7 separate regions of the Mus musculus genome follow, and regions 1, 2, 3, 5, 6 and 7 are each linked to region 4. The links are chromatin contacts, called in public Hi-C and HiChIP or PLAC-seq maps. All regions are on one chromosome and are shown on one strand. The core of a region is the stretch at or near the end of the contact, and the rest is flanking DNA. Distances in the headings are between cores, read along the strand shown. Region 1 has its middle 56 kb from the start of Gm34784. Region 2 has its middle 17 kb from the start of Gm34784. Region 3 overlaps Nfia (nuclear factor I/A). Region 4 overlaps Gm38709 (a long non-coding RNA gene). Region 5 has its middle 97 kb from the start of 0610025J13Rik. Region 6 has its middle 140 kb from the start of Gm40207. Region 7 overlaps Nfia (nuclear factor I/A).

Region 1 (3,397 bases), core at 709-3,208, 430 kb before region 4:
AATCTAACCATGCTGCTCTGTCTCTTTCAATTAGCAAGATAAGACCATTTACATCTAGTATGATTACTAAGATGGGGTTTACGTTAATGCTAGAGTTCGTAAGAGCTGGTTTCTTTCTACAAATGTTCCTTGTCTATGCCAGTCAGGGATGCTAAGTTCACTGTGCAGAGACATGAGACATACCTGCAGATCATTCTTGCCCATAGTACAGGGCAAAATGTACAATAAGATGCTGAAGCATGGGAAGCTGTAGGACTAGAAAGCAGGGCACTGTCCAGAGGAAGCAGCACTGGTGAGGCAAGGAGGGAGGGGACTAGGTTGAGAATTAAGGCATCTCCATCTGGAAAGAGTTTGATACGTGAGACAAGTTCAAATGAGGTCATTTGATGGAATGATGCTAAGTTAATTTAAACCTGGAATATCACTCTGTACTCTTCACTAATAGTGAGGAGCCATTTAAGGAACTGAGGTGAGTGAGACATGGGCAGATCCTGCTCCCTCTGGGAGCTTGGTGCAAGCTGAACTAAGTCAGAGGCTGGCTCAGGGCTATGGTAGTGATGCATAAGATCAGTGCTGAGAGTTTAACCTGTGGGTCAGTATCCACATCAAGAAGATGGAATGGGTTTGATGTAACCTCTAAACAAATTTGTAAAGGCTGTTGGTGATTGGACTTAAGGGTGGGAGAAAGAAGAATCAGGAGTGCTGTATAGGTTATACAAGGAGCTAGGTAGTAATAGCACAATGTGATCTGGAGAGCAGAGGGGAAGGTTTGGGGAAGACGATACGTATGATGCTCTGCCTGCTGACTTCCAAAGCTCTGTAGGAGAGTGACATTCAGAGTTGGTGCGGTGTGCAGGTTGAGAGCAAGAATCCTTTTCCTGTTTACTATCTATTCTTAGTGCCTGACATGATAACCAACACACCAATGTTTGACAATACTTGCCATTAGGTAAATTTATAATGATCTCTGCAAGTGCGAGGGATCACACGTGTGAACGTGTGTCTGCACACTATAAAATGTGCATGGTCAAGACAATGCCTTCATAAATAGGCAGCGAGATGAACGCTTTCAGGGTTCTGACTTTCATTTACTTTTTGGAGGAGCACACACATTATTACTGTTCCCATTTGAAAGGTTAAAAATTCAGCCAGGAAGGAGGTAAGCAATCTTCCAGAGTTTCCAGGACAGTAAGTGGCAAAGCTAGAATTTAAACCTGGGCTTTTGTTCTCTGTGATTTTGCTATCACTTTTTCAAATTATTTTTGTTTTAAATAAGACCTTTAAAAGCAATTAATAAAAATTTCATATATAAATATTATAATTTTTTCAGGCTACTTAATTTCCAGGCATTTGGAAAATGTATTGCACCTTTTAACTTATAGAATGCACAGCCACATCACAAGGTTCAGCCTGAACATTCGTGCCTTTGTTAAGCAATCTTCAACCACCATCTCTTTTCTCCCAGTGTTCAGTTTGTCTTTAGTCTCCCGGAGCATCTTTTATGTTACGTCTAAGTTTGTACTGAACAGGTTCTTAAATGTATAAATTTTTTTTCTTAGTTAACATTATGCCTGAGATTTGTGTGTACACGACAAATGTTTGCTAATTGACTGAATGAGAGAATGAAGAACAAATTATATTCCTCACTTTACGAACACTGGGAAAATAGCATATTAGTATAGACCATGCACTTCCTGTTATTCTCTGAATTTTCAGTCTAGCAAGCAAACCAAAACAATGCCCGTCTTCTTGAGTATAGACCCCGGCATGGAGATGTCCTGGCCACAGGTCCTTTATTTCATGCCACTTCTGTGTGGCAACAGAGAAGCCTTTGTGCCTCGCTCCCTTGCATTACCCCAGAATCCAGAAACTTTGCAGAGAGGAGTTGTCTCTCTAAGCCTGGAGAGAAGCGTTGCACACATTTCCCCCAATGCTAGAGCACAACGTGGATGCTGGTATCAGCTTGCTGAGCTCCTGCCAAGATCAGAATCCCCCGGGAATTCCTTAACTACTCTCCATCCTGACTTCCATTTTTTGATGTAATGGGATCTAGGCCTGTTCACAGCATCCTCCTAAGCCCCTGTTTTCTAAAACCCTGTTCCTATTTGTTCTTGCTGTGTATTTATTTAGGAATAAAGTCAACATTTGGAATTACTGTAGCATACGGTTAGAGTTTGCTGGGAGGGGTGAGGTATCCATTTCTCATCATGTGGCAAAAGTGCAGCAGCTGTAATATCTCATTACAGAGCTTCACTTTATTTAATAAAAAAAATAGTATTGCTCTGCTTAACAGAATTATCCTCATCCCCGCACCCTCTTACAAAACCTGATGTGCGGTTTCAGTGTCGTTCCCATAACAGCCCTGGATGGTTTGCATGTGATATTAGTGTCGTTCCCATAATAGCCCTGGATGGTTTGCATGTGATATTAGTTAGCTTCAGAATCTGCTTTCAATTCTGTCGCTTCAGATTGTATTTTCACTGTGAGCCATTAGTCACCAAATGTTGACAAGCATTTGTGAGGATGCCATCTCTCCCTTTGTTTATATGCAAGTGCAGCAACTAAAATGATTTATTTATGCTTTAATTAAAATTTGTGGATAGACCGGTGATTTTTAGCAGTGACTTTTCTAATTTGTGGGCTCAAGAAAGGAAAAAAAAATCAATAAGCTGATAGCATTTATGTTTTTATAGTTACCCCGGGCATTTATAATGCAGACCTGCCACTCACCTGCAGTCCCACTCTGAGGAGAGTGATCTTCCCCACATAAATCTCGCCTAGAGGCCGAGGGGGTCCATATTTCTGAGCCCTTCCCTATGTCAGCTGTAAGTGAGATGTTGCATGCTCTCTATCCTCATGGTTTCCGTGGCAAGGCACAAGGCTAAAAATGAACATTGAAAGTAAATGGATGGACTGTAAGTTTTATAATACTTGATCCATTCTGTACCCACTGCTTAAAATTTTAATAATTTAAACGCATTGATTTTGGCTCCTGCCTATCGCATGTTCCACGTTAAAAATGTACCCCATAGGGTCTTTGGAAAGAACGTAGCCCAAATGCCAAGCTTTTATGGGAACTTAATATATTCAACATTGCAGGTGCATAAATCTCCATGAAATTGCACCGAGTTAATGCATTTACTGGTGCACACAATTCAGTAACTACTTTGTAAAAGTCTAAATAAAGATAGATAAGACAGGTAGATAGGGAGAAATAAGGAGTAAATGTTCCAATGTATATTAACAAGATGGGGTTATTGCCTCCACAGCCTATCAGTCTCGCCGGAAAGGAATGCATTAATTCTCCAGCCATTGGAGATGGTTTTAATTGCTGATTTTCAAAGTCTTGGGAAAATGAACTGTTTTTTCAGTGTCTTCCAGACTCAAATTATCAGCT
Region 2 (3,237 bases), core at 327-2,826, 390 kb before region 4:
TGGGCAGATGTAGTAGGTTTATCTGCCTTTACCTTGTGTTTGAGAAACAAGCACACAGCTTCAGAGATTCATCAGAATTTCATGCACTGATAGTTGAAATCCAAGACTTTAATGATAATCAAATCCCATCCATGTGTGTATGTGTGTGAGGCTAGAGCCCAGCTCCTCATACATGTTCCGTGTGTGTGTGCGCGTGTGAGGCTAGAGCCCAGCTCCTCACACATGCTCTGAATGTGTTCTACCACTGAGCTACTTGCTGAGCCTCTCTTGTTCTTTGATGCTTTCTCCAAACATGAGTAAGAGCAATGTTTTTTTCCTTTTCACTCAGGAAAAACAAACCAACACCAACTCCATTAAAGATTCATCAGCCAAAGGTGGGCAGAAATAGAACAGTTCAGCCACTGTAACAGAAAGAGTTGCACTAAAGCCAATAAAACCAATGAAATTGGAAATGACCAGTGCTAGTTAGTCTGAAAAAGACCCATTAAAAACACTCACTAACTTCTTAAAATTCATAATTCTTAAAATTTATAATTAGCAGGGGCCTCAAATACTTCTAATATCTGTGAAATAAATAAAAACATGATAAAGATGAAGCATAAACTGCTAACACCCCAATCTACTTCTCAACAGTGGGGTGTTACTAAATCTCTAACACATGGCCTTCTGCCTCTGTAGAATACTTCTGTTTGTGAAAGCGTCACTATCTCACATGGTCCTTCTGGTTTTGTTTGTTTGGTTGGTTGCAGCCTTTGGAGGCATGCTCTCACTATAGAGTCCCAGCTACCTGGGAAGCTGTATATGTAGCCCAGGATGGCCTTGAACTGGCCATCCTCTTGCTTGGCCTGTCAAGTGATGAAATCACAGATGTGTACCTCTTTGACTGGTACAATTTTGGTTTTAAAATTACAATTAACCATAATTAATTAAAAATCAAAATATACCCAAGCAAAACCAGTAATATTGTGATACATACTATGTACATATATATATTTTTTATTACCTAAACTCTTAGTTGTTCCCTCTTAAATTATACAAATCTTCTGTTTTGACAAACAGCTTATGGTTTGTTTGTTTCTTTGTTTGTTTTTCTGCTGGATGAGAGAATGGTCAAGCAGAATGAAGAAGGTCTGTTGTACTTTGAGGGGTGGTGGGAAATGGAACACCTAGAGTTGCCCTTGGGAACAAAGGGCAACTCTAACAAATGGTTTGTCATATTCTCTTAATTGGCACCTTCATAACTCTAGGGGAAATGTGCAGGAGTGGATGTTACAGGCTCTGGACTAAGGCCAGAGGGACAGACTTATGGACTAGGACTAGGTTGAAGGCATGGCCATTTACAGACCATGTGGCTACCTAAGAGCAGCTGGGAGCAGGAACCACTGTTTGTTCAGTTGCTTGACAGAAACCTGGACCCTGTGGTGCCAACATTAACCAGAGTTGAGACGTCATAAATTCCTTGATATGGAGAAAGGGAAAGAATCCAAAGACTCTGTGAGATAGGAATGCTGGAGCAGATTTATCATGTGTGACTTTCCTTCTCCCTCCCTAACTTTGTCTCCTGGGAGAGAGCAAAGGACACTCCTCTGGCCACAGTCTGGAGAAATACCTTCCCAAGGGGAATGCAGCAACTGCTGTCTACAGCCTTGAGGGAATGGGGAAAGATTAGATTGACACAGGCTCCCTGGATACAGTGGAATTTGGATGGCCCAGAGTCTTAGGCAGACATGAGAACTCTTCAACAGCAGAAGGGGAGACTAAAGGGAACTTTTTGTTGTTGTTCCTTCCCGGGTAAACATTGCTTTAATCTAGGCAATGGGATTTTTCCAGGTTCATTTTCCCAGATTCAATTCTGAATCTTGTTGAGCAAGTAAACAAAGATGCCAGAAGCAGGGTTTTTATCGGATACCTTGGGATAAGAACCCATCAACTCAACCCTACTCCATTTAACTTTCCATAGCTTTCAAAGCTAACTTGCCCTCAGATATCATGACCTCCCCACTTGTGATCTAGAACCTAAACATGTTGCCCTTGATTTAGATCCCCCTTAACTGGCCCAAATATCCCCTCCTTGAGAAATTCCTAGGTGTTGTTTACCCAAGGTGTTCACTCAACCCTGACGGGACAACTCCACACAATCTTCAGGTTTCAGGAGAAACAGCTCTGTCTTGTTGGACCTTTCCTCCTATAGTCTATGTCTGTTCTCTTGTAATACAGTGTTAGTTACGTCTGAGTTTGGATGCTTTCTGTGTGCTTTTACTTCTATAGCCTTTCAAAGGAGAGAGGAGTAGCTTTGCTCCCTGTATCTGCTCAGAAATTGCTATGTATACAGAGTTCTGACCGTGGTCCTTCTCTTCTGTAATGAGAGTGTCTTTACGTCTTAATAAATATAAATCTATAGAGACATTTTTTAATGATACCATAGTACTCTGCAATAAGGATTATGGCAATAATAATAATAGCAGTCTCCTTTTGAACATTCCTCCCTGTCAAGCTATCTCATACAAGCTGCATGCACACGATCTGCTTAATGGCTTATAGACTTTATATCCTACATTACAAATGTGGTGTTGGAAGCATAGATAATGAAGTCACCCTTTTCAGAATCTCATGGCCAGCATCCTGTGTCATCAGGACCTGGACCCAAGCATTCTCCCCCAAGATCCTATGGTAAACGTTCTTATATTTAACCAGTATTCTTGCTGATGTACATTAGGTTGGATGTAAATTTGAGCAACTCTGAACACCGGAATTCACCCCTCATGTTCATGCAATTATTCAATACTGTCTGAAAATATTTAGGGTTTTATTTTTTCTGCTAGATTGAATATCTTCTACCAGCAGTACGAGAATCTTCTTGCTCACATCTTTGTATTTTGATATATTCAATTTAATATAAGATGGGCAGATTACACAAAAATACATGTTGCTACACTCAATTTGTACTTCAATAAGAACTTCTTTGGTGTAAGTGAGACATATTTCTGTACAGGTTAAGCTTCATGCAACATTTACAACTTGTACTCAGAAGGACCTGCTATGAAAAAATTAATTCTAAGTTCAATTGAATTGAGCATACTACATGTGTCTGATCATGTTTAGGGGGAAAGGATTCTTCTATTTAAACTTCATCTTATAAATATCTTAATAAAGATGGCCCACGGGTAAAGGCACCTTTTGCCAAGCCTTGACCGCTAGAGTTCAATTCCTGGGATCCACGTGATGGAAAAGAACTAA
Region 3 (3,480 bases), core at 705-3,204, 330 kb before region 4:
GTTTTAGAAGAGCCCTTCTTAGCCTACACAAACCCAAAAGCATCTTTCTCCTGTGCTCAGCCAGCTCTGGGTTCTCTGCACCCTACTTTCAATCAGCCACATCCATATGACTTTCTGCTTAGCACTGCCCAGTTACAGGACCTTAGTTTCCCATCAGTCACCTGCTTGGACCTAACACTAGGAACTTAATAAAGAGCTTAGAAACCGTTTGTCCCAGGCCCTGGCCCCTTTTAGAAAGTTTACCAGTTTCCTGGGGCCATAAAATGAGAGGAGTGGCTGGTCTCCCAGTGGCTGCTTCAATACCATGGAAAACAGGTTCTGTGGGGAAGCTTGTCTGTCTGCTTATAACTACAGAGCCATGGCTGCCACAAAGAGGGAATACACACTGTCCAGCCTAGCAATCTTATTTTGTCATGGCAAAAGCAGTCTGGCCCAGAAGAACTCCTCTCCTACCCCAATCCCATAAGCAAGGATCCCAGGGATATTGCTTATGGTTTCTAAGAACACAGAACATGGCTACGGGGCTGCGGGGGATGGAGTCAGGAGGAAGGGAACTGGAGAGAGCTGGAGCATGTGTGACCTGGTGTGCCCCAAGACACATCAAACTGCACCTGATGAATAAAACAAGCTGCACCACATACAGAAAAGTTGAGAGCGGCCCACCTGTGTCTGTTGAGGGATATTTACAAAGCTTGGATCCCGTGGTCCAACACTGACGAATCGGTTTGCGGGGGAGGTGCTGGGTGTCGAGTAGGCTGTGAAGGGAAGGGACACATGCGTTCAGGAAGCAGCACGAGATTGCACACACAAACAACACCAAAACACACAGTCTCCGAGCCTACGCAGTTGATTAATGCAAACACTGTAGCTAGCAAAAGATCTGGCTAGCAAGAGGAAGGGCGGGCAGGGATTGGCTCCCGGGAACCGCTGGGGGTTAAATGGCATCCAATTGGTGCTTAGCGGAGTTGTTTTCTCTTCCCATCATTCAGATTAGAACATGCAGGACATTTGCAAAGTGTACTTTGTATGTTAAACATGAGTTCTGGGGTAGAGAGAGAGACCCCGGTCTTAGTGACAGGGAGAAAGGAACAGGGTAGGATGTGGGGGAACACAGATCACTTTACAGCCATGCTCTCTCATCCACTATGCTTGTTAGAGTCCCAAACCATTTCTAGGCCTCCACAGGTAGAGAGGGCAGAGGAGTCTTAAGGAAGGAATGAAGGGGTTCTCCAGGAAAGGGGTGAAAACCCAGCTAGAGCAAGCAGCCTTTATAGGCCATACAGCACGTGTAGAATCTTGACGATGCCCAGGTATGCTTAAAACCTCCATGCCACCACTTGTCCCTTCCCAGGACCCTTCTGCAGAAGATAAACTGAGCTGTTGCTCTGGGGCCTTGGTTACTACTTTAGAGTTCACTCTCCTCACTGGACATGGGAGCTTTGTCATTTTGTGTTTAGGAGTTTCTTTGCTAGAGAAAAGAAAATCAGGGGCTTTTCATGAGCTGCAAGCCCAAATATGTGTTTAGGCAGCTGTACCCTAAACTCACTTTACCACAAACTCCAAAAATTTAGTTCACATTCTTTCTCTGTCCTAGAATCTCTAGATTGTTATTTATGACTTTCATTTCATTCTCTCTGTGTGTCTCTTTCCTCTCTCTGGATGTGTGTGTATAAATATGTACATGTGACTGAATGCCTCTAAGGAATTCAGAAAAGGGTGTCAGATTTCCCTGGAACAGGAGCTAGAGGCAGTTGTTAACTGCCTGACATCTGTGCTGTGGACGAAACTGGGATCCTCTGTAAGAGCAGCAGTACATGTCCTCAACTGATGAGCTAGTCTGAAAATATTAAATTATAAAAGACTTCTTAAAAACCAACTCTAGATACACACTGTCTAAAGAAAACACAGACAGCTCAGAATTTCTAACGGGGCAATTGTGTTGTTATTGACATCACCTGTTTCTCTTTGAGTTCTCGGGAGACTGCTCCTGCTTCTTATTCAAGCCCACATAAGGCTATCATTCCTACCAATTCGACCCAAATCCTGTTGGTTATGATGGTGGCAAGAGACAGGTCTGTGATGGTCACATGGTATAGTTGTAACCCAGTTAAACTGTTGAGCACAAGATGAAGCCAAAGGCCCTCTGAGGGCAGGGTAGGAGTTTTCTAGGTGCCTTCATCCACTAATAGTTTTGTATAAAAGGACAAGGATGCTCTGTGTCATACTAACCATGGCAATCTGACCATTTCCTCTGGGCTACCTTCTACACCAGGAAGTTTGAGTTGAGAGCAAAGTCTACATTCAGCCACTACACCAGGTAAGTTTGTGTTTCTTTTACCTTTAGCCTATGGCTTTACTTTAATACATATTAGGAAATATCAAAGGAGGTCTGTATATTGAAAGATGTGGATTATAGTTACCTAGAAGTATAGTTACCTGCTTCTAGGACACAAGAAGAAGGGAGGGGAGAGTCAGGAGGATGGTAATGCTGAACTGATCTATCGGACCCATCAGGCCATTTGTGAACAGTCAGGTGGTTTGCCCAGGTACAGAAGTACACGGATGTATGTCTGGGTTCTACAACTATGTGTCCCATGTTACACTGAAGCACAAGCTCTTAGTCTGATGGTCCTGGTGGAACAGTGTGCACTGGACAGCTGCTTATCATAGGCACACAGCAATATTTCTGAGGATGATTCTGCCATACCAGTGACATCCCCAATAAGTACACTAACTGACCACAGCATGCATGTTACTAGGGTGTGTATGTGTGCACTGATACACGGCTCACAACACAGTGGCTCGGGTTGGAAAGGTCTTTTATTATGTCCTATTACCTAATTTGACTTGGCTTAAATGTTGACATTGTTACTTCTAACTTGTTTTTTCCCTTCCATCATCTAAATTAAAGGATGCAGGACATTTACAAAGTATACATTCTGTGTTATACATGAACTCCATGGTAAAGAGACAGACCCTGGGCTTAGTGACGCAGAGAAAAGAATGAGGTAGGACAAATTAGCTATCCAGAATCACTAGGAAAGGAATCACTGTTTATTTCCCTTTGTTTAGACAAATCACAGTCTAGTTTTCAGAACAACCCAGAATGCCTTTAATGCTCCAAAGGGCTACTCAAACACCAAAGTTTATTCTGCTTATTAAACAAATAAACAAAAAAGGCAGTGGTGGTGAGAGAAGTGGTAGTGTGTTCATACTCATTACCGTGAGGTATGAACCTAATGGTATGAGCCTAAGCTGTACTCTTATACCTAGGAAAGATGATTCTACAGAAAGGTACCTTCTGGGCACATTTACAGACATAGAAAAAAGCAAGGGAAGGAAGGAAGATGGGAAGGAAGACAGGAAGAAGGAAGGGAGGAGGGGAGAAGGAAGGGAGGGAGGAGGGAAGGAGGAAGAAAAGAAGGGAACGAGGGAGGGAGGGAGGAAGGAGGAGGAAGGGAGGGAAAAAGGGAGGGAGAG
Region 4 (3,403 bases), core at 843-3,342:
TAACATTGTTCAGACTTCATGTGTCTAAGATAACACAACATACTGCACCTCCACCCAAATCCCCTTGGCAAACACAACTGAACCCCAACATTCCTGGTCCTCCTTCTATGTTATGCATCTTCTTAAATTATCTCTTTGAAAGAGGATACCAACTTTCACGACATCACTAAATGCTCCCTTGTTCTGGGTAAGTTATATTCACGAAGTGTGGGCTACAAGCTTGTCATTTAACCCTTGGCAGAGGTTTCGACCCTGGAAGAGAGAGTGAAGTCTCCATTTATGCCTTCAGGGATAAAAGTGCTTTTCATCCAGTTTACCGAGGAAGGGGGCTGAGTGCAAAGTGTGTAGGTTTGTAGAAGACAGGATCCATCCATCCCTCAGCTTTGCCAGCATTGGAAGCACAACCTCAATATGTCCACCATTCTCTGCTTAAATGCTCGGGCAGGGCACCAGGACACACTGCCTTTGTGGTTTCTGTCTCTTATACCCACCAGCTCTGGGGGGAAAAAAATCACACACCTGCACCTTAGAAAGAGGCCAAATCCAGTTCCTGCCTCCCAGAGAGTATGAAGACCACTTCTATTGGAGTTACTGCGTGCAGCAATTGTTTGTAGCTCCTTAAAGGGAAAACACTGCGTGCCCTTTGTTTTGTCTTAAGAATCACACAGAGACTAGGCCGGGTGATATTCCTGCTAAGTTAATGCTAGGGTAGAGTGCAGTGCTAGAATCCCAAGACCAGAGTGTTAAAATGGATCTCAATTTTCTGTTTCCATAACTGCACTTTCTATTTGGCTTATTCCCTTCTTAGGGACCCCATCTCCTGCAGCAGCACAAGAGATTAATAGTTACATCCCTATTTTTCTCAAGATAAAAGCTGTCACTAAATGGTGTTGCAACCAAGTGTCACAACTGTACATACCCCATTGCCATTGTTTATTTAAATTTATCTCTGCAGTTCTTTTATGGACTTGGGAAAGTGTAACAGGTTCTAATTGGTAGGGGGAAAAAATCCAAGTCAGGTATGTTTTACTTTTTTCCGATCAAAGAAAGACTGAGTAAAAGAATAAGCTTTTTGCAGTGTGTTTTTTCCAACACTCTTTTCAGTAGCTGTACGCTTTCCTCCCTTATCCAGTTCCGCTTTCACTTTTCCTCCTCCCAGCCTCGCTAACCCACTTAACAATTCTCCGGCCTGTCCCAGGCCGCTGGTAACGAGCAGAGGACGCCCACGACTCCCCCTAACCACACCGTTCAACTTCAGAAGCTCTTAAGAGAAAAAGTCTTCTTCTCAAAGTGCAGTCGGAGCAAATCATTCCCCCAGAGTTCCCTCCACAGCTGCCGTAGGAAGGACTTCGGTCGATCTTCAAGAGGGGACCCGCGCACAGGACAAGTCCGCCTGTGGCCACAGCAGAACAACCCAGGCCGGAGGTTGACGCCGCCCTACGCGTCCTCCCACCCCACGGGACATCCCGATGACCCGGTCACTCAGCGCTCAGCCACTGTAGGACTGACTCCACTCTTTCCTTCCCTGCTCCGCTTCGCCTCCCGAAGTGCTCCCAGATCAGCTGTGGTGTGATCACTCCCCAACACCCAGCTCCATCGCGTACACCCCAACGTGTGCAAGATGGGGTTCGAATATGGGAACCCAACTTTGCAACGAAAAAGCTCAGGGTCAGGCCGGAGCCAGAGGGAAGAAAGAGCACGAAGAGACCGCACAGGGCGCCGATACCGGGTCCTGAGGAGGCGGTCCTTGTTCCTAAACAGGCCATGCAGGTGCACCCTGCTGCTTTCTCTTGCAAGTCTTTTGAGGTTTGGCCTTTTAGAGCTTTGTAAAGTTGACTCTCCCCCTCCTCTCAATCACAGGGTCACACTAGGAACCACACTGTCCTCAGCCCTTTAATCTCATTACTGACTTTAGGGGAAGGGGTAGAAGGGTGAGGACGGCCTGGGCCGCGGGAGGATTGGGGTTCAAGCACGGCTCAGGAGCGCCACGCTGGGCAGGAAGCGCTCAGAGGTCGGTCACTAGGCTCTACTTCTTGAGAAGTGCTGCTTAACCGCAACCGCTCCGCTCCGCCCACACCAGGGGAGCGGGAGAGAAGTCCCGGGCGAAAAAGACTTTTTTCCTTTAAGAGAAGGCAGCTGGTGACCCGGGTCCTCATCCTTCAAGTTCCCCTAAGCGAAGCAGGGCGCCACCTACAGTCGAGTTCCAACTAGCACGTTGGTGAGAAGGCTGGAGATCCTTTCCTAAGCAAGGCAGGATTTTGGGCACAGCCATCTCATCTCTGTAATCAATCCAGACCAACAGGTCTGTTGGCAGGCAACAGCAGACTAGACCATACCGAAAATTTGCGTTGGGGGCGTGAAGAAGTTGGGAAACAGAACAGTACTAGCTCTGATTGGACTTGTTCGCGCTCTAATGGTTTTGGCTGGATTTTGAACCCAGTATCTCCCCCACGTTTCAGCCAAGGAGAGCAGCAGTCAATTTCATTAGGAAGAGTATTTGTGTGACCTTGGACAAGTTGCTCCGTCACTCACTCTCCTTTTTCTTCCCCTTCAGAACTATAACCGTGAGAGTTTTTTTTTTTTCTAAATTAATGAGATAAAGTAGGTGAGAAACTGCCCATGTTAAGAGCTCCCACCTATTTCTAAAAGGGGGAAAAATCTTCCGAGAAATAAAACTTTAAAGACACTGCATATGTGTTTCCTGTTCCATGAAAGATTAGGTCTCTAGGAGGAAGAGGCGAGAAAGGCAGCCAAGTGGCCCCAATAGCTGATTTGAGCACTGGCTAATCTCCTCATAGACAAAAGAGACATATTAGTGGATGGCTGTGACTACTTAATTATCATTTTACTTTATAAATTGTTAATTACCACATGAACGTCAGAACCATATATGATATACATTATTCCCACTGTAAAGATGAAGACATACAATCCAGAGGTGAAAGCTATAACTACAACTTCAGCAGACTCAAGTCTGTTTCTGAACCTGCTTTTGATATGTAGTAGTATTAAGTTCTTCGAAATCAGATTAGGTGTTTTACATAGGAGGACAGGTTTTGTCTTTCATAGCACCTCTGAAAAGAAGAACTGTGAGTTCCCAAGGGGATTGGAGGGCCAGGGAGGTCAAGGGAGTCACTTTTGTGGGAGCTGGAGAGGCAAGGGTTTGTTTCATTTTACAATTCTAGGTTATGTGCATCAGTAAGGGAAGGCAGGGTGAGAACCTGAAGATAGGAACTGAAGCAAAAGCCACAGGGAAAGTTGCTTCCAGGCTGGCTATTGGCTTCCCTGCCTATTTTTCAAGGGAGTCATTTTAAGAATCAGCAGAGCAGGCCCGCAGAGAACCCTCCTCTGACAACATGAAAGTGACTTCAACTGGCACCTGTGTTGGGACACTTGTAAAAGT
Region 5 (3,417 bases), core at 895-3,394, 470 kb before region 4:
GGGCCCCCGATGGAGGAGCTAGAGAAAGGACCCAAGGAGCTGAAGGGGTTTGCAGTCCTATAGGAGGAACAGCAATATGAACTAACCAGCACCCCCAGAACTCCCAGGGACTAAACCACCAACCAAAGAGTACATATGGAGGGACCCATGGCTCCAGCCACATATGTAGCAGAGGATGGCCTTGTCGGTCATCAATGGGAGGAGAGGCCTTTGGTACTATGAAGGTTTGATGCCCCAGTATAGGGGAATGCCAGGACAGGGAAGCAGGAGTGGATGGGTTGGTGAGCAGGGGGAGGAGGGATAGGATGGGGGTTTTGGAGGGGAAACCAGGAAAGGCGATAACATCTGAAATGTAAATAAAGAAAATATCTAATTACAAAAAAATCAGTATTTTTTTTAAAAAAAAAGAAGAAAATCTTTTTTTTTGTGGACGTTGTTTTCCAGCAGAACTACTTTATGTAGTGCCTATGAACATAGTGAGTGTCATTTATGATAGTTAAATGCCACAGCCTCCTAAATGACACATTGCTTTTTGAGAAATGAGTTTGGTCTCTAATTTGGTTAAATTTTCACTTTTGTGACCTTTTGTACATGTCTTCCTATTAATAGATTTTTAAAGACTCTGTATGACACGGATTTCGAACCAGCTGTGTTTTACCTCCTATTATCCAATCCAGTACAAGTGTATGAAATTTGGCCACGTTAGGGAATTTGTCTCATAGTTTTCTGAAACCAGACATTTTTCTATAATTCCCTAGATTTGTCCGTCTAGTCATTTAATTAAAAATGGAAATGCATTTAATGAAGTCAGTTTGGCTTTTAGCTAATTCTGGCAGTTCCCTGTAATCATCTACTTATTTCCTATTTGTTCCTTAGTGCACTTAGCAACTGATTCTAAAATTTTGTCTTGAAAACAACAAAAACAAAAACAAACCAAAACAACAAAACAACCTTATGAATACGTAGTTTCTTCCAGCTGCCTGCTCCGGGGTGTTGCAATCTACTGTGGCTCCTTCTCAGGGAGGCTTTTTAGCAGCCTCAGCCGTGTGATGCTTGTGGATCCCCAGTGAAAGGAATCCTTCAGGCCCTACTTCAATCCTGTTTAACAATCTGTCCAGTCTTCTCGTGCCCCCCTGTCCAGGGAGAGATGGCGCAAGACACATTTACGACCTAGTTACGTAGCTTTAAACTTTCTAATAGCTTCAGTGAAGAATCAAAAGGGAATGAGGAAAAGTAGTAGTATTTTTTATTTAATATAACACCTCCAAACTATTATATTTTCAGAATATAATTATATAAAATGCCTAATGAGAGCCTTTGCACTCTAAATGCTTAATTAAAAAAAATCGAGCATATATTTTAAATTTTACTCTTTTTTGCTTGGTTTTGGTTTTTTGAGACAAGGTTTCATTGTGTAGTCCAGGCTATCCTCAGACTTTCAGCAAGCCCCCTGCCTCAGCCTCCTGAGTGTTGAGATTGCAGGTATAGTGTCATATCTGGCAACACTTTGGTCTTTAGTAGGTTCATTTTCAGTGCTCAAAAGCCACACAAGGCTGGCTTCTAGAATAGAATGGGTACAGATTCAAACCTTTTCAAGCTCTTGGCCCTACTACTATTATAATGCCTTCATTTACCTTGTACTTCCACCCCATTTTCATGTTTTCTCTCTCCTTTTCAGCATGAAGGTCTTGCTCTGAATACAGCTCTTGCGGAATAAGGGTGGAGTGGCATTGCTCTCTCTTTGTCTATTAATATTAACGAGGGGGACCTTTTACAGTTAAACGCCATAAAGAAAGCTCGTTAAGGGCAACAACATCCCCTAGCACACAACTCTCTCCAGAACTACAAAATAGGTATGGTACAGAGGCCTGGAAGCTAATTCCTTCCAGATGTTTGAAAAGCGAGCAAGACCAAAAGGTGGATACTGAAATTACTAAACACTTAATAAGGAGCTGATGGAACCAAGGCCCCAGGGTTGGCTCAGAAATAAGTGAAACACAGAGACCCTGTTTGTTCAGAGGAACTTCAAAGGCTCCTATAAACGCGCAGGAAAGGTGAGAGGGAAACCACTGCCGAGATCCAACATTCCTGCAAAGTCCAACTGGAGACTCGCCGGAGATGCTTCACTCCGTGCTGAGGAGGACGCAGGGGCAGGTCTGGTGAGCAGATGTCTGGCTTTTGTTTGCACTATTATTATGTACAGTGTGTGCATGCAAGATGCAGCCATTTCTCAAGCTGAGCCAAAGGGGACAAACCAATTAAACTCCCAGTTAATAAAACAAAGAAAATGCCGTTTCTGTACTAAATACCACTCTGCACTCAAACCATAAACCAGCTAATGGGACAGCAGATCCAAATAAATAATATTGGCCACATTCATTTTCAGTTTTCCTTCCGTTGCTCCCTTTAACAGTAGGACAAAACCAGAGGGTTTCCTAAGATTACAATTAAGAGGAAAAAGACCAGCTATTCAAGTGTGGTATCAGTTGAGAAAGACTCAGAGGTTTTCTCTTTGGTCATCCTTACCTGGAAGGAGAGCGGCCTACAGTATCCAAGCCTGTGTTTGCTTTTTTTTTTCTCTCCACTGCTAATCATTGTGACTTGCCAGGCACATGAAGGAAGGCCTCATTTTATAATCTTTCTTTGGGGACTCAGACAAAGAACAAAACATCAGCAGTCAGAAAGGAAGAAAAGAAATCAGATGTGGTCCATCATTTAAGTGAATCAGCTGCTACAGGTGAGGTGGAAGACTCTTTAAACTAGTTACCAATGGAGTTAAAAATGGGAAGCCCTACACTGTTAGGAGCAGAAGCAAAAAACCTGTTGTCTTTGGATCAGGTAGACTTAGTCTGGACTTCTAGCTCAGTGTTTAACTCAGTATATTGCTTAATGTATTAGATGTTTATTTTCATTGTTGTAATAATATACCTGACAGAAGAAACTTAACAGAGGAAAGATTTATATTGGCTCACAGGTTCAAACCTATCACACCAGAATTCACGATGGTGGGGTTGTGTCAGAATGGCTCACATATTGGTGGCCAGGATACAGAGACCTCAGTTAAAAACACATATAACCTTTAAGACCTACCCTTAAGGGATTCACTTATGTTATCTTGGCCATACTCCATGCTCATAACAGTGGATGTGGGAAGATCTATAACCTCCCCAAACTACATGGTCAGTGGATGGACTAAGTAGTCACACACATGAACCTGTGGAGGATAGTTCACATCAAACTCTAGCAATATTTTGACTTTTAACTTCCTCTTCTATAGACAGGGCATGGAAAAAAACCCATACCCACTTTCTAGGACTGTTGTGGGGACTGAATGAGAACGTGTATACAAAATGCTGATCTCCTGGAACCCAGTTTCTGGCCCAAGGTCAGGGATAACTAGCTATACCTGTATCAGCA
Region 6 (3,536 bases), core at 555-3,054, 470 kb after region 4:
GTGATAAATCTATATCGGTTTTTATATTCAAAGTAAAGGATATCCTTGCTGTTGATATATTCATAAAGCAAGAAAATGTTGACATCCGGTGGGCAAGATTAAAACACACACACACACACACACACACACACACACACACACACACACACAAACACCCTTTGGTACTCAATCCACATTTGCAAGCTGTCTGCATTTCTTGTATTGGCCTCAGCTTTGACAAATGCAAAAAAGTCACTAATATTTTGACACTCTCCCTGCCCAAGTCTGATACCAGCTGGCTACGAAGCCATATAATCATTGTTCTGCTGGATTTTAAAGACTGGGTTCCAGCCAAAGAACTGGACCGGATCCATTCATTCATTTTCAAGATTGAAGTTGCAGCTTAACTGTAATGACCATTTCTCAACTCCGTCTGGAAACCTCTTCCAAATTCAACAGATGCCTGAGAGGGAAATGTGCAGTTGGATGGGAAATGGCTCTGCCTGAGAAAGGAACAAAAGGTGATTTTTGAAGCTGAAAACAATTAATATTATGTATACCAATTGTGCCTTTTAAGAAATTAAAATTCTTATAGTGTTTAGAACAGTTGACACGTGCTTATTTTAGCACTTTAAGTGAAAAAAAGAAAGTCAGAATTGCAGATGTATTTATTATGGAAAACACACCCTCCTTCACATTTGCTTTTGAAGAGGAAAGCACACACAAAACGTCAAAAGGAAAAGCCTTTAAGATTGCTGTGAGCTGCTATGCTCTACCTTTCCATACTTTTTTCCTATATTAAATTTCATATTAATGCTTGATATTTTTAAAAAAGGGAAAAGGAAAGGAAAAGATAGAGGGGAAAGAAAAGAATAGAAAGGAAAGGAAAAAGAGAGAATTGACAGTTCTGGTGACCATATTGTTCTGGTAACTGTAATCAGTATGAGCTCAAGTGTACCGCAGACCTGAAAACCAAAGCTGTACAGTAATCTACAGAAATATCATCCCTTTCTGCATGTAAAAATGTTCCCCTGCTGTGTGTTCCTGCCGCTCCATTTTTCCGGTTACTTAATAATTGTAGACATTAACCCTGATCATTTACAAATTTCCCATTCCAGTCTACTCACAGGTCCATAAGCTGGAGAAAACTACCCCACAGGGCTGGAGTAGAGAGGAACGTATGGCTTGATCCTGCAATCATGGGTAGGAATTTTCTCAAGGCAGGAGTTTCCAAGTATCAATGTGTCAGACCTCCAAGAAAGTGTCCTGATTAATAGCTTAAGGTATTTAGTGTCCCTACTAAAGTGTACTATGGGAAGGATTCATTTATACAGTCTTGTAGAATTTTCAGACAAGTTTTTTAAAAACATGCCGAATTTAATTCAATATGTCCCCTTTTCATTTGGGGAAACTGATCTAGGAATTAAAGTTGAAACTTGCATTGAGTAAATTCCATCTATACTGGAATTTTCACCCATGAGTTAGCCTTCTTAGTCCTGCATTCTGATTTCAGTGCCAATCTACCCACTACTGATTAGCCAATGATTGTGCTGTATTAAAGCCCACTTTTCTTCCTAGTAAAATGGGAATAATAGAATCAAAGAGGAAGAATAATGGCAAGGATTAAAATAGCTAATGCCCCTCTAATTCTGTGGCCTGTCTAACAAAGAAAAACCACAATGAACACACCATGAGGTGTCTCTGGAACCCCGTCCTTATTCTGCAAAAATAAATAAAAAGTTGACTGTTCTTCACAGCCTGTAGCCACATGCACCTCTCAGGCTGGTACAGCACTGATTACCAAATGGGTTGCCAGCAGTCATCTGTGATTGCCTGCCATGGAAGTGTGACTCTCCTTGTCCTCTACCAAACTGCCCCATGCACTATTCATGAGTAGGACAATATTCCAAACTTAATTTCCACTGATTAATTCTCACTAATTATTCACAATGCAAGCCTTCACAGGAGAATTCCACTGAATGCTCTTCCATCCTGAGGCAGGGAACACAATGTCGAATCGTTTTCTGATTTCAAGTGGAAAACAAACTAATTATGTGGAAATATGATAATAGATTGTGCTGTAGGGACTAGTCCTCCACAGGCTTCAAAATGCTTGCTTATGATGGGCTCTTGATGTTATTTCTTCCAGGAGGAACTGCCCTTTCATAATGCATCAACATTATTGACTGGACTGTGATTCCTTACTTGGAGTTAAGGTGATTTGCATAATTGTATATTACTTCCGTCTGGTGGAAACAAACAAGATGTTCGGGTGCTAATGATCAAGCAGGCAGCAGTGACTGATGGGAAAAAATGCTTTAGCAAAGGTCCCAAACAATGAAGAACAGCTTCTCTTGTTGGCATCTTTCACCATCTTCTTTTGACCTAGCTTTATTCTGCTTGGCCACAGGCTTTGTTTTTGAATCTGTCCGTCTGTCTCAGCCTGGGAGGTGGCAAACCAGCAAGGACAGAAAGTTTTCATCCTTCCATGTATTGGCTCAGAGCACTTCTCCCCCCCCCCCCTTTCTGGATGTTATCATCTCTCTGACAGAATATGTTAAGCCCTTTAAGGCCCAATACAAATGTTCCTAGCCACATTACATTCCCCAGTGTTTCAAAAGTTACCATTTAACATCCCCCCAATGAAAAATCAAAGAGACTAAATCATGGCAGTAGGAGCTCTCAGAAGGTGTAGAGTCGATATGTGCCCATTTTTATCTTCACATCTTCTAGCTCTATCTTAGGCGCACTCAGGGGAAGAGGAGTGGACACACAGAACAAAAGTAAACCCTCATTTACTTCTCTTCCCCAATACTTTTCCTGTCTGTCCTACTTTACACAGCAGTTCGTCATTCTGTGTTTCAGGTAAACAAGGTTGCACTTCTTTCTCTGTATCTTACCTTCGTGGCCAGGAAGACAGAGTAACTGCTAAGTAAGTGCCTAATGCATAGATGTGAAATTTCAGGAGAGTGGTGTGTGCAGAATAATGCCATATAAGGAGGATGCATACAGAAAACCTGACAAGTCTTAAGGATTTACAGTGGCTTCATGAAAGGCTGTGAAAAGGACTTGAAGATGCTGTCTGCTTAGTGTAAAAGTTGTCTGTGATTGGTTAGTCATGACTGAAATGAGCATATTAAAGGGAAGTAGCAAAGCAAATATTTTGTATTTGTATTCTTGTTACGGAGACTTAACCTCGGGCATTTTTAAGACATTCAGTGGCTACTCACATGTGTTTATTGGGTAGAGCTGATAAGTGTACTGGCTTTCCTCCAACTGAATAAAGCCCTGAATTTATATGGTCTACTCAGAGGACTATAAGATCATGTTTTAAAGCATTGAATATAAAATGTTTTAATTTATTCTCTATGGAAGTTATCTGACCTGCCATTCCTTGGTATTATTTAATTTATCAAAGCAACGTTGTGTGTTCAATATTTTAAATCCAGTCTTATAGGTGTATAAAATGAACCCACAAAATGTGACTAGGATGAAATCGGCTGTGACTGGCAAATCCTACAACCAAGTGGAATTGTTTGTGACTCCAAAGTTTATGC
Region 7 (3,043 bases), core at 104-2,603, 290 kb before region 4:
GCTACTTTGATCTCAAGGTTATGATGTAGACCCTATGGATCTCTGGGGAAGCGACTCACCTCTGGGTCCTGTAATGACAGGTCGGTGATGCTGTGTGAATGCTGTTCCCAGGGAGGAGGTCTGCGAAGGGGAGGGGCTGCTGAAACCAGACTTCTCAGACTTCTTCAGTGTGCTTGGAGATGGCAAGCCTGGCAAGAAGGGGGTGATTGGTGAGGTAACTTTACTCTACAGAGCAACAACTTGTGTGACCCAAAAAGACAACACTTAGAGAGTGGCGGGGGGTTGGGGGGGGGTGAAGAAATAAAATGGGATCATCTGCAATTGGAAATTTGGATTAAATTGCTTTGAATTTGTCACAGGAGCAAATCAGTAACAGAATGGCCCCCCTTTCAGGTGGTTCTGTAAGTTATTTTAATTTATTGTTTCAAATCGTAGTCCATTTGGGGACAGTTGGTGTTCTCTCTATTGGGGGGGGGGGTTCTGTATCTTGAGTCTTCAGTGTCCTCTGCAAAAGACCTGCGTGTTACATGTTAAAATCTTCACATCCAAAGTGGTTCTCCTGGGAGCAGGGGGAGCCTTTAAGAGGCAGGTCAAGGGTTATTTGACTACTGAGTGAGTTCCTGGGATCCGATCCCTCCCTCTCTCGCTCTCTCTTGCTTCCTGGCTAAAGACAAGCAGTTTTACTTATATTCTCCCTGCCTTGCTGCCAAGCACTAGTGAGTCTACCTGGGACGACCTGGGAGGTCTACCTGATCATGAACTAGATCTTCTAGGACCTTTTCGAAAGCTCCATTTTTTTTGTACTTGTTATAGTAACAGAAATCTGACTTCCACACGCTTCAACTTTTCCAGTGACTCTGTCACGTGTCTGTGACCTTTGGGACCCTTACAAAGGAGGCTGCCTAGGCACACAAAGGCAGCCTCGCATGCAATCATTTTGTCTTGTCAGTAACCTTATTTCAGCACCAAAGCATTTTTCTACACTTTAAATAATTTAGCTTTTTTAACATAAAAATGCCCTTGATAATAGCAGCTCAGATGTTCTTTCAGTGAATTATTTATAGAACAGGAAAAGAAAAGATAAAAGTAAAAAAAAAAAAAAACAAAAACCCCAAATCCTTAAAATACAAGCAATTGGGACTGGTTCAGTAAATATGGTTTAACCAATGAAAAGACTACTGTAAAAGAATAACAACATGGGAGATATTTATAATATAATGTTGACTGAAAAGCCAATTACAACATGGGGTGTTGTAGTACATCAATCACAGAACGTACAACATAATTTGTGTCCTTTTTTCTATGCAGAGAAAGAACTGGAAGCCGTGCGTACACTGTAACCGCGGCTCCTCAGTGAGTTAACTTTTTGTGGTTTGCTGGCTTCCGTTTGCTTACTTGCCCTTCCTATGATGAACATATATCACCCTTATGCTAAGAAAACATAAGAAAAGCGTGTCTTAAAGAATAGCATTTTCTACAGTGTCTAGGGTTTTCACAGCATGTTAAACTTAGGAAATGCATTGGAAAGAAAAATACTGGGGGAAGAATGGGAAAACAGTCCCTTGTAATTACTGGATTTGTGGTGTTCTCAGCAACTGTGCTGACAGGCACAACTGGAGTCATCTATTCATTTGGGGGCGTGCCAGGTAAGACAACAGAAGTTTGGACATATAATAAAGGAAATGACGTCAAATCTCCTTATCACAGGACAAATCTGGGATCTCAAGTTTCCAGCATAAAATTGGTCTGTACTGCATCAGAAAAAGAAAAAAAAAGTCATTTAAACATGTATACCTATGTTTTGTCTACTCTTATCTGAGATTTACTTGGGCAAACTAGAAAAATAAGTAATTGGTCTATTGATATTAGTATGTAACTGTCAGTGAGTAATTCCTAGTACCATGAACTATAGTATTTTTATGTAGAGAGGCTATTCCTAAACATGTTTTGGTTTTTTTTTAAAATCAGAGATTAATATTATCCTATAAAATGTTATCTAAATGCATCTGGTTATGAAGTGTGTCTGTTTAGGTCTTCTCTAATATAAATATGTTGATCAAAGAGTCTAAAATGTACCGAAGGGTCCCAAAATATCCTCTCTCCTTCTCCCTCCCTCCCTCCCTCCCTCTCTCTCTCCCTCCCTCTCTCCTTCCCTCTCCCTCTCTCTTCTTTAAACTCCATGTACGGCTTGCACTTTTACCTGTGACTTCACACACAGATGCTTTGATATAACAAAACTCATGATTTTCATCTCAAGAGAAGAACAAATTAGTTAGTATATTCCTAGTCAGATGCAAGTACACAATGGGTAGCTGTGTGATTTCATGCTGTTCATACTCCTAAGTCAGATCCATTCTAGGTCAACCCCTGTTTGATCGATCTGAATTAAAAACAAATCTGCCAGTCGTAGCTGCATCCATTATATTTGTTGCAAAGGTCACAGGCCATACCGTACCAGTGTGCTAACAGCTAGGGTACACTGAGGTCATAGGTGAACAATCACTGACAACGACCCAAGCAAGGTCTTAGGATTCAACTACAGTAGGGGAAGGCCTTCAAATAAAAACATAAATAATAAAACGTTTAAGTGTTGACCAATCTCCCAAGTCATTCAAACCTCTTTTGCACAAAGGAAGTTTTGAGCTACCTACTCTTCTACTTTAAAGTCAGTCAAATGCCAGAATTACATGTTAGGAAAGACACAGAGACAGAACAGAAGTGGAAAAATCTCAAAACTTTGAAGAATGAAGATTTTTATTTCAGTTTTTTGAACAATGGGATCACTGTTGGAATCATGGCATTGAACCAACTATACTGAAGGGAGCAAATGACTGATTCAAGAAAGCTGGGATTTCTTCAAAATGTTCATTTTCCTCAATGCGCGGTGTGTAAGAATGGAACTTTAAGTACAACTTGGGCAGTAACAGGTAGAGAGTGGCAGTAACAGGTAGAGAGTGATCAAGCTGCTAAGTGATTTTTTAAAAACAGCAAAATATGAGCTTTTGGGAAAGGCCAGTGGTCAAAGTACTGCCAAAGAAGCATG

Evidence for each region. Hi-C and Micro-C count contacts between places; a contact is called where the count stands out from the background. HiChIP or PLAC-seq counts read pairs in DNA pulled down with a chosen protein or histone mark.
Region 1: an H3K4me3 HiChIP or PLAC-seq map of craniofacial prominence shows a contact between it and region 4, with 4 times the contacts expected there. The contact joins two enhancer-like sites. A contact is called at or near these places in 2 of 15 datasets of contacts at CTCF or cohesin (large pre-B cells and pro-B cells), 2 of 484 Hi-C or Micro-C datasets (muscle stem cells and palatal mesenchyme) and 13 of 115 datasets of contacts at active chromatin or transcription factors (bone marrow-derived macrophages, cardiomyocytes, craniofacial prominence and 9 more).
Region 2: a contact with region 4 is called in an H3K27ac HiChIP or PLAC-seq map of heart atrium, with 7 read pairs. The contact joins two enhancer-like sites. A contact is called at or near these places in 1 of 484 Hi-C or Micro-C datasets (the HL-1 cell line), 10 of 115 datasets of contacts at active chromatin or transcription factors (bone marrow-derived macrophages, craniofacial prominence, embryonic basal ganglia and 7 more) and 1 of 9 other capture datasets (embryonic stem cells).
Region 3: an H3K4me3 HiChIP or PLAC-seq map of embryonic limb bud shows a contact between it and region 4, with 2.8 times the contacts expected there. The contact joins two enhancer-like sites. A contact is called at or near these places in 3 of 15 datasets of contacts at CTCF or cohesin (CD8 T cells, large pre-B cells and pro-B cells), 21 of 484 Hi-C or Micro-C datasets (CD4 T cells, CD8 T cells, DN3 thymocytes and 14 more) and 21 of 115 datasets of contacts at active chromatin or transcription factors (DN3 thymocytes, astrocytes, bone marrow-derived macrophages and 15 more).
Region 5: an H3K4me3 HiChIP or PLAC-seq map of craniofacial prominence shows a contact between it and region 4, with 5 times the contacts expected there. The contact joins two enhancer-like sites. A contact is called at or near these places in 2 of 15 datasets of contacts at CTCF or cohesin (the NIH/3T3 cell line and large pre-B cells), 17 of 484 Hi-C or Micro-C datasets (B cells, CD8 T cells, LSK cells and 9 more), 17 of 115 datasets of contacts at active chromatin or transcription factors (acute myeloid leukemia, bone marrow-derived macrophages, craniofacial prominence and 13 more) and 2 of 9 other capture datasets (embryonic tail and embryonic trunk).
Region 6: a contact with region 4 is called in an H3K4me3 HiChIP or PLAC-seq map of embryonic forebrain, with 2.7 times the contacts expected there. The contact joins two enhancer-like sites. A contact is called at or near these places in 2 of 484 Hi-C or Micro-C datasets (embryonic somatosensory cortex and neural progenitor cells) and 2 of 115 datasets of contacts at active chromatin or transcription factors (astrocytes and embryonic forebrain).
Region 7: a contact with region 4 is called in a Hi-C map of CD8 T cells, with 2.1 times the contacts expected there. The contact joins two enhancer-like sites. A contact is called at or near these places in 2 of 15 datasets of contacts at CTCF or cohesin (the NIH/3T3 cell line and large pre-B cells), 27 of 484 Hi-C or Micro-C datasets (CD4 T cells, CD8 T cells, DN3 thymocytes and 16 more), 21 of 115 datasets of contacts at active chromatin or transcription factors (acute myeloid leukemia, bone marrow-derived macrophages, cardiomyocytes and 16 more) and 1 of 9 other capture datasets (embryonic stem cells).

What each region holds. Positions count from the first base shown.
Region 1 is chr4:98,180,777-98,184,173 of GRCm38.p6, reverse strand. It overlaps the pseudogene Gm12691. Among named protein-coding and RNA genes, the nearest start is that of Gm34784, 56 kb to the right of the region's middle. Within about 2 kb of position 1,958, at least 16 of the 459 cell types and tissues checked have an H3K27ac peak or open chromatin away from gene starts, as enhancers often do. A contact at or near this core is called in craniofacial prominence, where this site is marked.
Region 2 is chr4:98,141,395-98,144,631 of GRCm38.p6, reverse strand. No RefSeq gene overlaps it. Among named protein-coding and RNA genes, the nearest start is that of Gm34784, 17 kb to the right of the region's middle. Within about 2 kb of position 1,576, at least 17 of the 459 cell types and tissues checked have an H3K27ac peak or open chromatin away from gene starts, as enhancers often do. A contact at or near this core is called in heart atrium, where this site is marked.
Region 3 is chr4:98,079,000-98,082,479 of GRCm38.p6, reverse strand. It overlaps Nfia (nuclear factor I/A), which reads right to left. Exons shown (of 11, transcript NM_010905.3): 10 at 664-755. Among named protein-coding and RNA genes, the nearest start is that of Gm34784, 45 kb to the left of the region's middle. Within about 2 kb of position 1,954, at least 16 of the 459 cell types and tissues checked have an H3K27ac peak or open chromatin away from gene starts, as enhancers often do. A contact at or near this core is called in the STO cell line, craniofacial prominence and embryonic limb bud, where this site is marked.
Region 4 is chr4:97,749,935-97,753,337 of GRCm38.p6, reverse strand. Gm38709 (a long non-coding RNA gene) reads left to right here. Exons shown (of 5, transcript XR_003955232.1): 5 at 1-2,691. It also overlaps a transcript of Nfia not described here. Among named protein-coding and RNA genes, the nearest start is that of Gm38709, 26 kb to the left of the region's middle. Within about 2 kb of position 2,092, at least 334 of the 459 cell types and tissues checked have an H3K27ac peak or open chromatin away from gene starts, as enhancers often do. A contact at or near this core is called in CD8 T cells, DN3 thymocytes, the STO cell line and 10 more, where this site is marked.
Region 5 is chr4:98,222,223-98,225,639 of GRCm38.p6, reverse strand. It overlaps the pseudogene Gm12691. Among named protein-coding and RNA genes, the nearest start is that of 0610025J13Rik, 97 kb to the left of the region's middle. Within about 2 kb of position 2,144, at least 23 of the 459 cell types and tissues checked have an H3K27ac peak or open chromatin away from gene starts, as enhancers often do. A contact at or near this core is called in craniofacial prominence, embryonic limb bud and embryonic tail, where this site is marked.
Region 6 is chr4:97,279,594-97,283,129 of GRCm38.p6, reverse strand. No RefSeq gene overlaps it. Among named protein-coding and RNA genes, the nearest start is that of Gm40207, 140 kb to the left of the region's middle. Within about 2 kb of position 1,804, at least 7 of the 459 cell types and tissues checked have an H3K27ac peak or open chromatin away from gene starts, as enhancers often do. A contact at or near this core is called in embryonic forebrain, where this site is marked.
Region 7 is chr4:98,038,696-98,041,738 of GRCm38.p6, reverse strand. It overlaps Nfia (nuclear factor I/A), which reads right to left. Exons shown (of 11, transcript NM_010905.3): 7 at 60-188. Among named protein-coding and RNA genes, the nearest start is that of Gm34218, 17 kb to the right of the region's middle. Within about 2 kb of position 1,353, at least 42 of the 459 cell types and tissues checked have an H3K27ac peak or open chromatin away from gene starts, as enhancers often do. A contact at or near this core is called in CD8 T cells, DN3 thymocytes, Th2 cells and 4 more, where this site is marked.